Linked DNA regions of Ovis aries: region 2 is linked to region 1. The links are chromatin contacts, called in public Hi-C maps. All regions are on one chromosome and are shown on one strand. The core of a region is the stretch at or near the end of the contact, and the rest is flanking DNA. Distances in the headings are between cores, read along the strand shown. Region 1 overlaps RCOR1 (REST corepressor 1). Region 2 holds the start of AMN (amnion associated transmembrane protein).

Region 1 (5,556 bases), core at 1,615-4,114:
AAACAGGGTGGAACCTGAGTCAGTATTCTAAAGATGTTTGTCAGACAGTTCTTATCAGTCAGGATTGGAAACTACTGAAATAGAACATGGCTCTGGTGGTGTTCAGGGACTGAGTCGGTGCCTCTGAGTATTTATGTATATGTATATTTTTGTACAGAGAATTTATAAAAATACCTCTTATTTGACAAATGATGAAATGGACTTAGCTGCAAGTTCCTGATAGAAACTGAAGGGCTGTTACTCATCGTCCAGGGCTGTTTGCACTGTAGTTCACTGTGAGATTATAGGTGAGTCAAGGGTTAGTCTTTTTCTCCCTCTTTTAATGTCAGGAAAGGTTGCCTTTAATTGAGGAAGATGCAGACCTTGTGAGCGTGGTTCCTTCCTCAGCTTGTGTGCACAGAGCAGCTCCCGAGAGTGGACAGGACAGGCTTGAGGGCACAGCTGCCTTGGGGCCGTGGCCATCAGATGCTGACGTGCTGTGATGGGGTACAGGCGGCTAGCAGGCGAGTTGCCACTGCGTGCATCTTACTCCTTGCCACAGACTTGGGCCATGTTTAAGGAGAAGGATGGTTATTTTGATTAGTCACAACTAAATGTCCTTCATTCCAGTGATGATCAGTTTCTACAACAGAGAATAGGCATATGCCTTTGTGTGTGAGTACTAGAGTAAACGGGGAGGAGTGCACTTATCTTTTTATTGGAAAAAAAATTAATGCAACACACAAGCAAGTGTAAATCTAACAGTTAAATGGTTAGCCCTGGAAGGCACGATGGTCTGCCTACTCTTAGAGGAGGGCCCTGCGGCACTGAGGTGGGGGAGGATGTGTCCAGAGTCATATCTGCTGATTCTGGGTGGACCAGGTAGGAATAGATGCTCGCGGCTGAATGCCACTGTGTGTGGCTTAGTGAGGTGCTCGTGTTTCTTATTTCGCTTGATGAGATTGTCTGTGAGATTGGGCTGGATTTGTAGTGTTTACTTGGGTGCAGAGGGTGGGGGGAACTTTTTCTCTAAAGTGGGCTTCTAACAAAACTACATTAAGAAATGGCATTGTCATAAAGGAAGCATATTTTATCCCTGACAAGGAGGGACTGGTGCTTTCATCATAGCCTGACTGAGTCTCTGGCTGAGTCTCAGCCCACTACTCCCACCTCCAGATAACACAGGGATCATTGAAATGTTGTAGTGATGTGTGTGCCCACCAGGTGGCACAATTGCTTTACCTAACCGATTCAAGCTCATTTTTGATTCTCAGCGAGTTATGGTGATGATTCATTTCTTATTTTAATAGCTCAAGGAGATGCCACAATATTTGTTATCTATCATATTCTTGAAGAAAACTTTAGCATGCTGTTTTTGAGTTATGAGAGAGAAAGTGGTACCGTATTTCCTTTGCAGCACCTGAAGCTATAGTAAATATGATGATAAAAACTTTACAGCTGTCCTAGGGCTGTGGGTTTGTTCTCAGCAAAGGTGTCAGCCTCTTGCTCTGCATAGACTGTGCAGGATCACAAGTATTCCAAGTCGCTGCAGTATCTGGGGAGGGAAGGGTGAGTTAAGGTTACTGTGGCAGTTTTCTTCTGCATTCTTCCCAGTTTTGCAGTCGAATTTGAGATTCTTACTAATGGTACTGGGAGCGTTTAGATCATCAGGTTAGAACATGAATATAGAAACCTATGAAGCTTTGCTCAAGGCAGTCATCTGTCTGTTAGCTTCTGACTCCGTCACTTCCTTCACCACAGTTTTGTTTTCTTGACTCCATTCAAACGGAGTAGACTGTGTTGCTGCCTTGCTCAGCATTCTCTGCCATGGAGCTGTCCTTATCTGAAGTGAGCTTCTCCTGTCTCCCTTACTCAGGAGAGAGGATTGCTAACCGAGGTTTAACTCGATGGGTCCTGGGGCCAAACACTGGGGGTGCATTGATACAAGAGTCCTGTCTCTGCCTTTGCCAGCTGTGTGACCCTGGCCAAGTGACCTAACCTCTCTGCACCTCAATGTCTTCGTTTGTGGATGGGAGTGATAGTAGAATTATTGGAGAGGATTAAAAAGAGAAGCCTGGTAAAGAGCTTAGACCAGTGGCCCGCATGTAGCAGATTCTCAGACGTTAGTGACTTTTGTTAATCAGTACAGCTCCATGGAGTCGCACAGAGTCGGACACGACTGAACATCTAAACTGAACTGAACCGCTGTCGAGTCTTCAGGAAGTTTCTCTTGAGTGGCCGTCAGCAGCGGCGCTGCCTTCTCAGGCTGCCCTGCGACTGCACTTGCTGCCGCGTGCATTCGTTTCTCCTCTGCCACCTGTGTGTTGGGTCACGGCACTGCAGGAGATCGTCTTTCTTTTGTATTTGGCCTGCTGTTTAATACGGTGTTCTGTACGTAGTGAGGGTAGTTCAGTAAATGTTTGACTAAGCTCTGTTAAATTTTGTACATTTTCTTGATGAATCTCACACACATTCTACCTTTAAATGATGTTACCCCCCAAACAACTCATTCAGTTGTGCTATGCATAATGGTAAGTTGTTGTCGAAAAAGGCATGGTTTGTGTAGTCTGTGTAGTTCTTTAAAGGATTAGAGTGATGCATCCATCACAATTTAAGATTAGCCCATTCTTCCTGGCTGTTTCTGTAGGAGCTTTCAGGTTTTTAAAAACACGGCATTATGCAATGATAGGATTGTTTTTAAAGCAGAATACACTTAACGCTGTGTTTGAGTCTCCTACTTCTGATGATAGATTAGAGTGTCAGCTAAGCTGCACAAGGCAAGTCTGCCTGTAGCTCGCCCATGACCCCGGTCCTGTCCCGAGTGCACTGGGGAAGACTGGTGGGGGCAGAGCCTGGGCCTTTCCCTAAGCCCCGTGGACTTTGCTCGTCAACCTGATCACACTCAGTCAACCACTCTGCCTGCAGTGGCTGTTTGCCCCAGATTGGGATGAACTCTGGTTAACCTTTAATCTTCTAGAGACAAAATCAAGATTATTGTTGCCAGATAATAGAAAGTGCTGGGAATGTCCCCACCCCCACCCCCCCTGCGTTCTTTGTCTCAGGCAGCTGGTACTTTTCTTGTTTCCCTTGTTTCATCTTTGTCCCCCACCTCAAATATCCAGTCATCCTTTGTTTTTCATAGGAGCAGGTGGGAGTCAGTTTTGTTTTTTGAGATTGAAAGCTCATTTTTACTTAAGAAAGCCTTGCGAGAGGTTTCAAAAAGTGTTCCATTTTCTTCATGAACTGCCAACAGCTCCTGGCAGGCTGTGTAAAGCAGCCAGGCAGGTAGTGGGGAGGGCCTTGAGAGCACAGAAGCTGAGGTAGGGGTCCCTGTCCACCGCTGATGAAAAGGAACAAGGGCTGGGGACGGCTCAGAGAGGGCAAGCAGGGGAGACAAGGCCTGTCACAGCACTGTCTGTGCCTGTGGCTGTGCTGAATTTATGCTGGTCCAGAGCGCTCTTTGAGTAGCAGGGGACAAGGAGGCCTTCCCTCCGTGGTGTAGTTTTCAGTTACGGGATAACCTAGTTCTGCTGGTGTGAGCAAGTTGCTGAGGGTAGCACAGTCTTAAATACAGTGCTTGTCAGGCACCATTGGATACGAACGCATTTTATCAACAGACAGAGCCAAGATTTGACCTGAGTCTTTCTTACCCCATACCTAACCTGTGCTGCCTCTCTTTACTTCCCTTTCTTTCTTTTAGTTAAGATATAGTTAATTTACAGTATTGTGTTAATTTCAGGTGAAGAGCAAAGTGGTTCAGGTTTATATATATATATATTCAGATTATTTTCCTTTATAACTTATTACAAGATACTAAATATAATCCTCTGTGCTATACAGTAAATCCTCGTTACTTGTCTTATTGTGTATGGTGGTTGGTATCTGTTAATCCCATGCCCCTAGTTTATCTACCCCTTCCCTCTCTCCTTCAGTAACCATAGGTTTGTTTTCTGTGTCTATGAGTCTGTTTGTTTTATGTATAGATTGATTTGTATTATTTTTCAGATTCCACATATACATGATATATAATATTGGTCTTTCGTTTGGTATAATAATCTCTAGGTTCATCCGTGTTGCTGCAGATGGCAATATTTCATTCTTTTTTATGCCTGAGCAGTAGTCCCTCGTACAAATGCACTGCATCTCCTTAAGCCACCTGTTAGTGAGCACTTGGGTTGTTCCCGTGTCTTGGCTTTTGTGAACAGTGCTCCTGTGAATGTCGGGGCCTCTGTCTTTTCCAACGTGTGTGCAGGAGTGGGATCACGTGTTCTGTGGTAACAGCCTCCACACTGTTCTCCCTAGCGGCTGCCCCAGTTTCCATCCCACCAGCAGTGCAGGAGGGTGCACTTTACTCCACACTCTCTCCAGCATTTGTTATCTGTAGCCTTTTTGATGATAGGTGCTGCCTTTCACCTTGCCAGTAAAAGAACCTAAAATGTTAACATTGTACATATCACAGTACGCTAGCATTCATTCAGCAGATGTTTGTCTAACCTTTATTGAACACTGGGCAGGGGGACAATGAAAAGAATGAAAAACTGGGTTTTCACTGGCAGGTATCAGACGGTAACCCTTTTCTAAGCTGCAAGGTCCCCCGTATGTTAACTTATTTCTTCGAACCTTCAAGGGCAGGTGATGTCACTTCAGTAGCTGTGATACAGGTCTTTCTTCCTTTGCTTTAGGTTTGAGTCCTGAGGGTGATCTCTAAGAACACCTAAAAGATATGACTTTAAAAGCCACCGTTTGCTGTTTGTTGTTGTTGCTCAGTTGCTAAGTCATGTCCGACTCTGCGACCTGATGAACTGCGGCATGCCAGGCTTCTCTGTCCTTCTCTGTCTCCCGGAGTTTGCTCAAACTCATGTCCACTGACTCGGTGATGCCATCCAACCATCTCATCCTCTGTCACCTGCTTCTCCTTTTGCCTTTAGTCTTTCCCAGCATCAGGATCTTTTTCAATGAGTCGGCTTTTCGTATCAGGTGGGCAAAGTATTGGAGCTTCAGCATCAGTCCTTCCAGTGAGTATTCAGGGTTAATTTCCTTTAGGATTGACTGGTTTGATCTTCTTGCAGTCCAAGGGACTCTCAAGAATCTTCTCCAGCACCACAGTTTAAAAGCATCAATTCTTCGGTGCTCAGCCTTGTTTATGGTCCAACTCTCACATCCATACATGACTACTGGAAAAACCATAGCTTTGACTATGCACACCTTTGGTGGCAAAGTGATATCTCTGCTTTTTAATACGCTGTCTGGGTTTATCATAACTTTCCTTCCAAGGTGCAAGTGTCTTTTAATTTCATGGCTATAGTCATCATCTGCAGTGATTTTGGAACCTAAGAAAAGAAAACTTGTTACTATTTCCACTTTTCCCCCTTCTTTTTGCCATGAAGTGATAGAACTGGTTGCCATTATCTTAGTTTTTTGCCTGTTGAGTTTCAAGCCATCTTTTTCATTCTCTTCTTTCACCTTCATCAAGAGGCTCTTGAGTTCCTCTTCACTTTCTGCCATTAGAGTGGTATCACCTGCATATCTGAGGTTGTTGGTATTTCTCCCAGCAATCTGTGTACAACACGGCAGATG
Region 2 (5,237 bases), core at 534-3,033, 190 kb after region 1:
ATGGAACAACAGACTGGTTCCGAATCGGGAAAGGAGTATGTCAAGGCTGTATATTGTCACCCTGCTTATTTAACTTCTATGCAGAGTACATCATGAGAAATACTGGGCTAGATGAAGCACAAGCTGGAATCAAGATTGCCGGGAAAAAATATCAATAACCTCAGATATGCAGATGACATCACCCTTATGGCAGAAGGTGAAGAAGAACTAAAGAGCCTCTTGATGAAAGTGAAAGAGGAGAGTGAAAAAGTTGGCTTAAAGCTCAACATTCAGAAAACTAAGATCATGGCATCTGGTCCCATCACTTCATGGGAAATAGATGGGGAAACAGTGGAAGCAGTGACAGACTTTCTTTTTTGGGGCTCCAAAATCACTGCAGATGGTGACTGCACCCATGAAATTAAAAGACACTCGTTCCTTGGAAGGAAAGTTATGACCAACCTAGCCAGCTTATTAAAAAGCAGAGACACTAACTTTGCCAACAAAGGTCCATCTAGTCAAATCTATGGTTTTTCCAGTAGTCATGTATGGATGTGAGAGTTGGACCATAAAGAAAGCTGAGAGCCAAAGAATTGATGCTTTTGAACTCTGGTGTTGAAGAAGACTCTTGAGAGTCCCTTGGACTGCAAGGAGATCCAACCAGTTCATCCTAAAGAAAATCAGTCCTGAATATTCATTGGAAGGACTGGTGTTGAAGCTGAAACTCTACTACTTTGGCCACCTGATGCCAAGAACTGACTCATCCAAAAAGACCCTGATGCTGGGGAAAGATTGAAGGCGGGAGGAGAAGGGGACAACAGAGGATGAGATGGTTGGGTGGCATCACCAACTCAATGGACATGAGTTTGAGTAAATTCTAGGAGTTGGTGATGGACAGGGAGGCCTGGCTGTAGTCCATGGGGTCGCAGAGAGTCAGAAACCACTGAGCGACCTAACTGAACTGAATTGATCCAGCTCAACACGCCATCCATACATAGACACATCTATTTAATACTGACAGTTTATCTTTCACCCACCAGCCATCCATTTGTCCAATCACATTCCACTTTCCACCCTTCCACTATTCATCCAGCGACCATCCACTTTCCATCACCTATCTTCCAGTCTACTCTATCCATCCACCACCTGTGAACAGCTATCTGCATTCACCTGCCACTCATCACATCTTTGCACCACCAACCATCGAGCCTCTGCCCACCAGCCACCATCTAGTCATTCATGCAGCTCTCTGCCACCCGACGCTCATCAGTCGCACACCAGTCATCCTCCAGCCACCATCACTCCATTGCTGTCCACTCATTCATTCACTCGACATTTCCCATCAGCCCATTCCTCATCCATCCAGGGGCCAGCACAATACCCTCCATCACGCACCGTGCATCCAGGCTCATCTTCCCACCATCCTCCACACACCAGACACCAGGTGCCACCCGTCTGCCACCATCCACAGTCCACCAGCCTAGGAGGCAGGAGGGCCTGCCTGGACCCGGCCCCTGGACAAGCCAACTCCCGGCCCCGAAATGCAGGCAGCTGGGTGCAGCCCGAGCAGCATCTGGGGCGGAGAGGAGCCCCGCCCCCAGCGCACCGTTTCCTTGGGAAGTGGTCCGCACAAGCCCCCTTTCTGAGCGCCCACGGTCCTCAGGTCCTGGAGCTGGGTGTGTGGGAGGGGCCCGGCGCCGCCGAGGGGCCCAGGAGTCGCTGCGGGCGGGTCGGAGGTGAATGTGTAACCCTCCCGGCTGCCCCCACCCCGCCCGGTCACGTGGGCCCCGCGGGGCAAAGTCTCAGGGTCCGAGACGCCGAAGTCCGGCGGGATGGGCGCGCGGGGCCGGGTGCTGCTGTGGCTGCAGCTGTGCGGTAAGGGAGTTGGGGGGTGGCGCGCCGGGGGCCCGACGCACCCTGAGACCCGTGTCCCCGAGGGGTGCGCGGCGGGAGCGCGAGGGGCTGCGGAAGCCGGCCGGCCGCCCGGCCCCTCCTTGCGCAGCGCCCGCGGGGCCGAGCGGGAGGCTCCCCGGAGCCGCAGGGCCAGACCGACGGCCGGCCGCGCCCGCGCTCCGCCCCTACCCCTCCGAAGCTGGCCCCCGGCCCCAGGGGGGCGCCTCTGACCCCCGCGTGGCCCGTAGGCGGGGGCGCGTCCTCGGAGCGGCCCCCTACGCCCGGGAGCTGTGAGAACTGCAGCCGGTCCCGGTTCCCCTCTCTGAGCCCTGGGCAGATCCGGCCTGCCGCCCGCCCCCGCCCGGTCCCCCAGTTTCTTCCCCTGGGCCGAGGCCTCCCTGCCCCGATGGCCTCAGTCCTGTGGTTGCCACCATTCTGGCAGGGCGAACTGGGGGCGGGCAAGGAGGCGATCTTGGGGCGGTGAGTCCCTGAGGAAGGCAGGTTTGAACCGGCTCTGCAGATTCAGTAGAAGTTGGGGAGCCTCGGGGCCTGGACCCTCTAGCTCCAGGTCTCTCTGGATGAGGTCCTCCTTCCTGGCACTGGGGGTTCCAGGCAGGAACCCCAGCGCTCAGCCGGCCCCTCCCCAGCCCTGACTCAGGCCGCCTACAAAGTCTGGGTCCCCAACACCAACTTTGACGATGCCACCAACTGGAGCCAGAACCGGACCCCATGCACGGGTGCTGCTGTCGAGTTTCCCGCGGACAAGGTGCCTGACCCCACTCCTGGGGCCCTGGGGGCGGGGGGACTGGGTCCCGGCGTGGTCCAGGCCCCGGACCCCAGTGACGGGGGGCACTTGCTGACATCCCTTCTGCCTGCAGACGCTGTCGGTCCTGGTGCGAGAAGGTCACAGCATCTCAGACATGGTGAGCAGGGCTGGGAATGGGCCCCCAGTGGGAAGGGGGCCTGTGGGTCCCGCCCTGGTCAACTTGAGGCCTCTTCCTGACCGGCCTCCACCTGGGGGGCAGACCCTTCAATGCACTAGCTCTTACCCTGTGGAGGGGTTTCTGGAAGAGTGGGGAACCACATGGGAGGGGACATCGGTCATACAGTCGCAGCCCCGGCTGCGCCCAGCTCCGGAGGGGGTGTGGGGGCACCTCCTGTCCCTCCTGCCCCTGCCTTCGCCCAGGAGCCTGTCCTCTCCAGGTTTGCCCCAGGGAAGCCCCTCTCCCCACCCCACTAAAGCCTTTCCCTGTCCTGTGCATCGGAACTCCATCAGGGGACCTTTTTCTCAAACTGATTCACAGTGTGAGTTCCAGGGTGGGGTCCTCACCCAGAGGCCACTGAACTTTATGGGTGAGCGGGGGCCACCGGTGGCCTAGGAGGCCTGGGCACCACTCACTCTGCTGCCCAGATGCAGGGTCTGGGTACCCCTTATTTCCACCTGGAGGCAGCTAGGTTAATTGATGGTTTTCGAAAGCGGCATTAATTCTGGGAGTCTGGCCCCATGGGGGGACAGGGCAGGGGGCGTTAGAGACCCCAGCCCTCACCTGCAGCCTGGGAAGGGGACCTCGGGCAGGATGTGCTGGTTCCTGTAGATCCCGGGTCCAGACGCCCTTCCCATGTGTCCAACCCAAAGACTAAGGTATGGAGGGGCCAGTGAGGGGGACGAGGAAGTGGCAGAGCCGTGGCCACACTCAGGAGCCCCCACAGCCCTGGCGACCGTGGCAACCAGGCAGGGGCCTGGAGAGGGCAGGGGGTGCCTGGAACTGGCGGGAACCCGCATATAGAGGAGTCAGTTGGAGAGGGGGGTGCTGGGACTTGGGGGTCCCTTCTGGCCGTCTTAGTTGCCTGGATGATCTCCTTGGGGAGTTCAGTTCTGTTCAGTTCAGTTCAGTCGCTCAGTCGTGTCCGACTCTTTGCGACCCCATGAACCACAGCATGCCAGGCCTCCCTGTCCATCACCAACTCCCGGAGTCCACCCAAACCCATGTCCATTGAGTCGGTGATGCCATCCAACCATCTCATCCTCTGTCATCCCCTTCTCCTCCTGCCCTCAATCTTTCCCAGCATCAGGATCTTTTCAAATGAGTCAGCTCTTTGCATCAGGTGGCCAAAGTACTGGAGTTTCAGCTTTAGCATCATTCCTTCCAAAGAACACCCAGGACTGATCTCCTTTAGGATGGACTGGTTGGATCTCCTTGCAGTCCAAGGGACTCCCAAGAGTCTTCTCCAACACCACAGTTCAAAAGCATCCATTCTTCGGCGCTCAGGTTTCTTTATAGTCCAACTCTCACATCCATGCATGACTACTGGGAAAACCATCGCCTTGACGAGACAGACCTTTGTCGGCAAAGCAACGTCTCTGCCCCTTCTGGCCGTCTTGGTTGCCTGAATGATCTCCCTGGGGAGTGCCTGGGGAATCTCAAAAGAGACAACAGTCATGCATTCATTCAGCCCTCAGTCCCTCTCTCTGCCCTGTCCTTCCCCTGGCCCAGCCAGCCCTCCTCTTTGTCCCGCACGTCTGTACCCCTTGCACGGCCCCTTGGGGCACCCCCCTTACTTCCCCTGCTTATGCTCTGCCAGGAGAGGTCAGCCTGCGGAGGTCCTGGGTGGAAACAGCCCAGGGGCATGGAGACGAGGGGCCGAAAGGACCCAGTGCTGCCTGAGGGCCCTCCTCCAGCCCTACTTGTGGGGCCCCAGTGTGGTCCAGCTGCTGAGATGTCACCTGTGACAAGGCACAGCAACTCAGTGATTTAATTTGCATTTTCTTGGTTTGGAACGTGGGCTTCCCAGGTGGTAAAGAATCTGCCTGCAATCCAAGAGACCCGGGTTCAATTCCTGGGTCAGGAAGATCCACTGGAGGAGGAAATGGCAACCCACTCCAGTATTCTTGCCTGGAGAATCCCATGGACAGAGGAGCCTGGCGGGCTACAGTCCACGGGGTCTCAAAGAATCAGACACAACTTAGCAACTAACAGCTTCACTTTTCACTTTGGTTTGGAACATCTCTCCCTGGGATTTTTCTCTTCCTGAACACCTCCCCTCCCATTTCTGGGCAGATTGCCCAGGAATCTATTATTTTCTACCCATTAATTGTCGAGTTACTGCAAATGTCTTCTCACTATGGACTCTGCCTGTGTTTCCCTTTGCTGATAAGAAAACACCATTATTAATCTATCAGATGCAAGATCGGTTGCTTTAAACCTGTGTTTTCGGTGTTTTGTTTAAGCGTCTCTTCCTTGCTTCTCGGTAAAACCATAATCAGCCATATATTATGTCTATCGGGTCATGGGTTTCCCATCAGGGGCACATGTCTGAGTCAGACGCTAACTAGGGAACCAGCTGTATTCTTCTCCTTGGATTAA

Evidence for each region. Hi-C and Micro-C count contacts between places; a contact is called where the count stands out from the background.
Region 2: a Hi-C map of liver shows a contact between it and region 1, with 2.9 times the contacts expected there. The contact joins the promoter of AMN here to the enhancer-like site in region 1. A contact is called at or near these places in 6 of 16 Hi-C or Micro-C datasets (blood, hypothalamus, liver and 2 more).

What each region holds. Positions count from the first base shown.
Region 1 is chr18:65,048,782-65,054,337 of ARS-UI_Ramb_v3.0, forward strand. The region is part of intron 3 of RCOR1 (REST corepressor 1); the gene reads left to right. Among named protein-coding and RNA genes, the nearest start is that of TRAF3, 69 kb to the right of the region's middle. Within about 2 kb of position 2,865, at least 11 of the 54 cell types and tissues checked have an H3K27ac peak or open chromatin away from gene starts, as enhancers often do. A contact at or near this core is called in hypothalamus and liver, where this site is marked.
Region 2 is chr18:65,244,546-65,249,782 of ARS-UI_Ramb_v3.0, forward strand. It overlaps AMN (amnion associated transmembrane protein), which reads left to right and starts at 1,784. Exons shown (of 12, transcript XR_006056936.1): 1 at 1,784-1,854; 2 at 2,520-2,638; 3 at 2,751-2,795.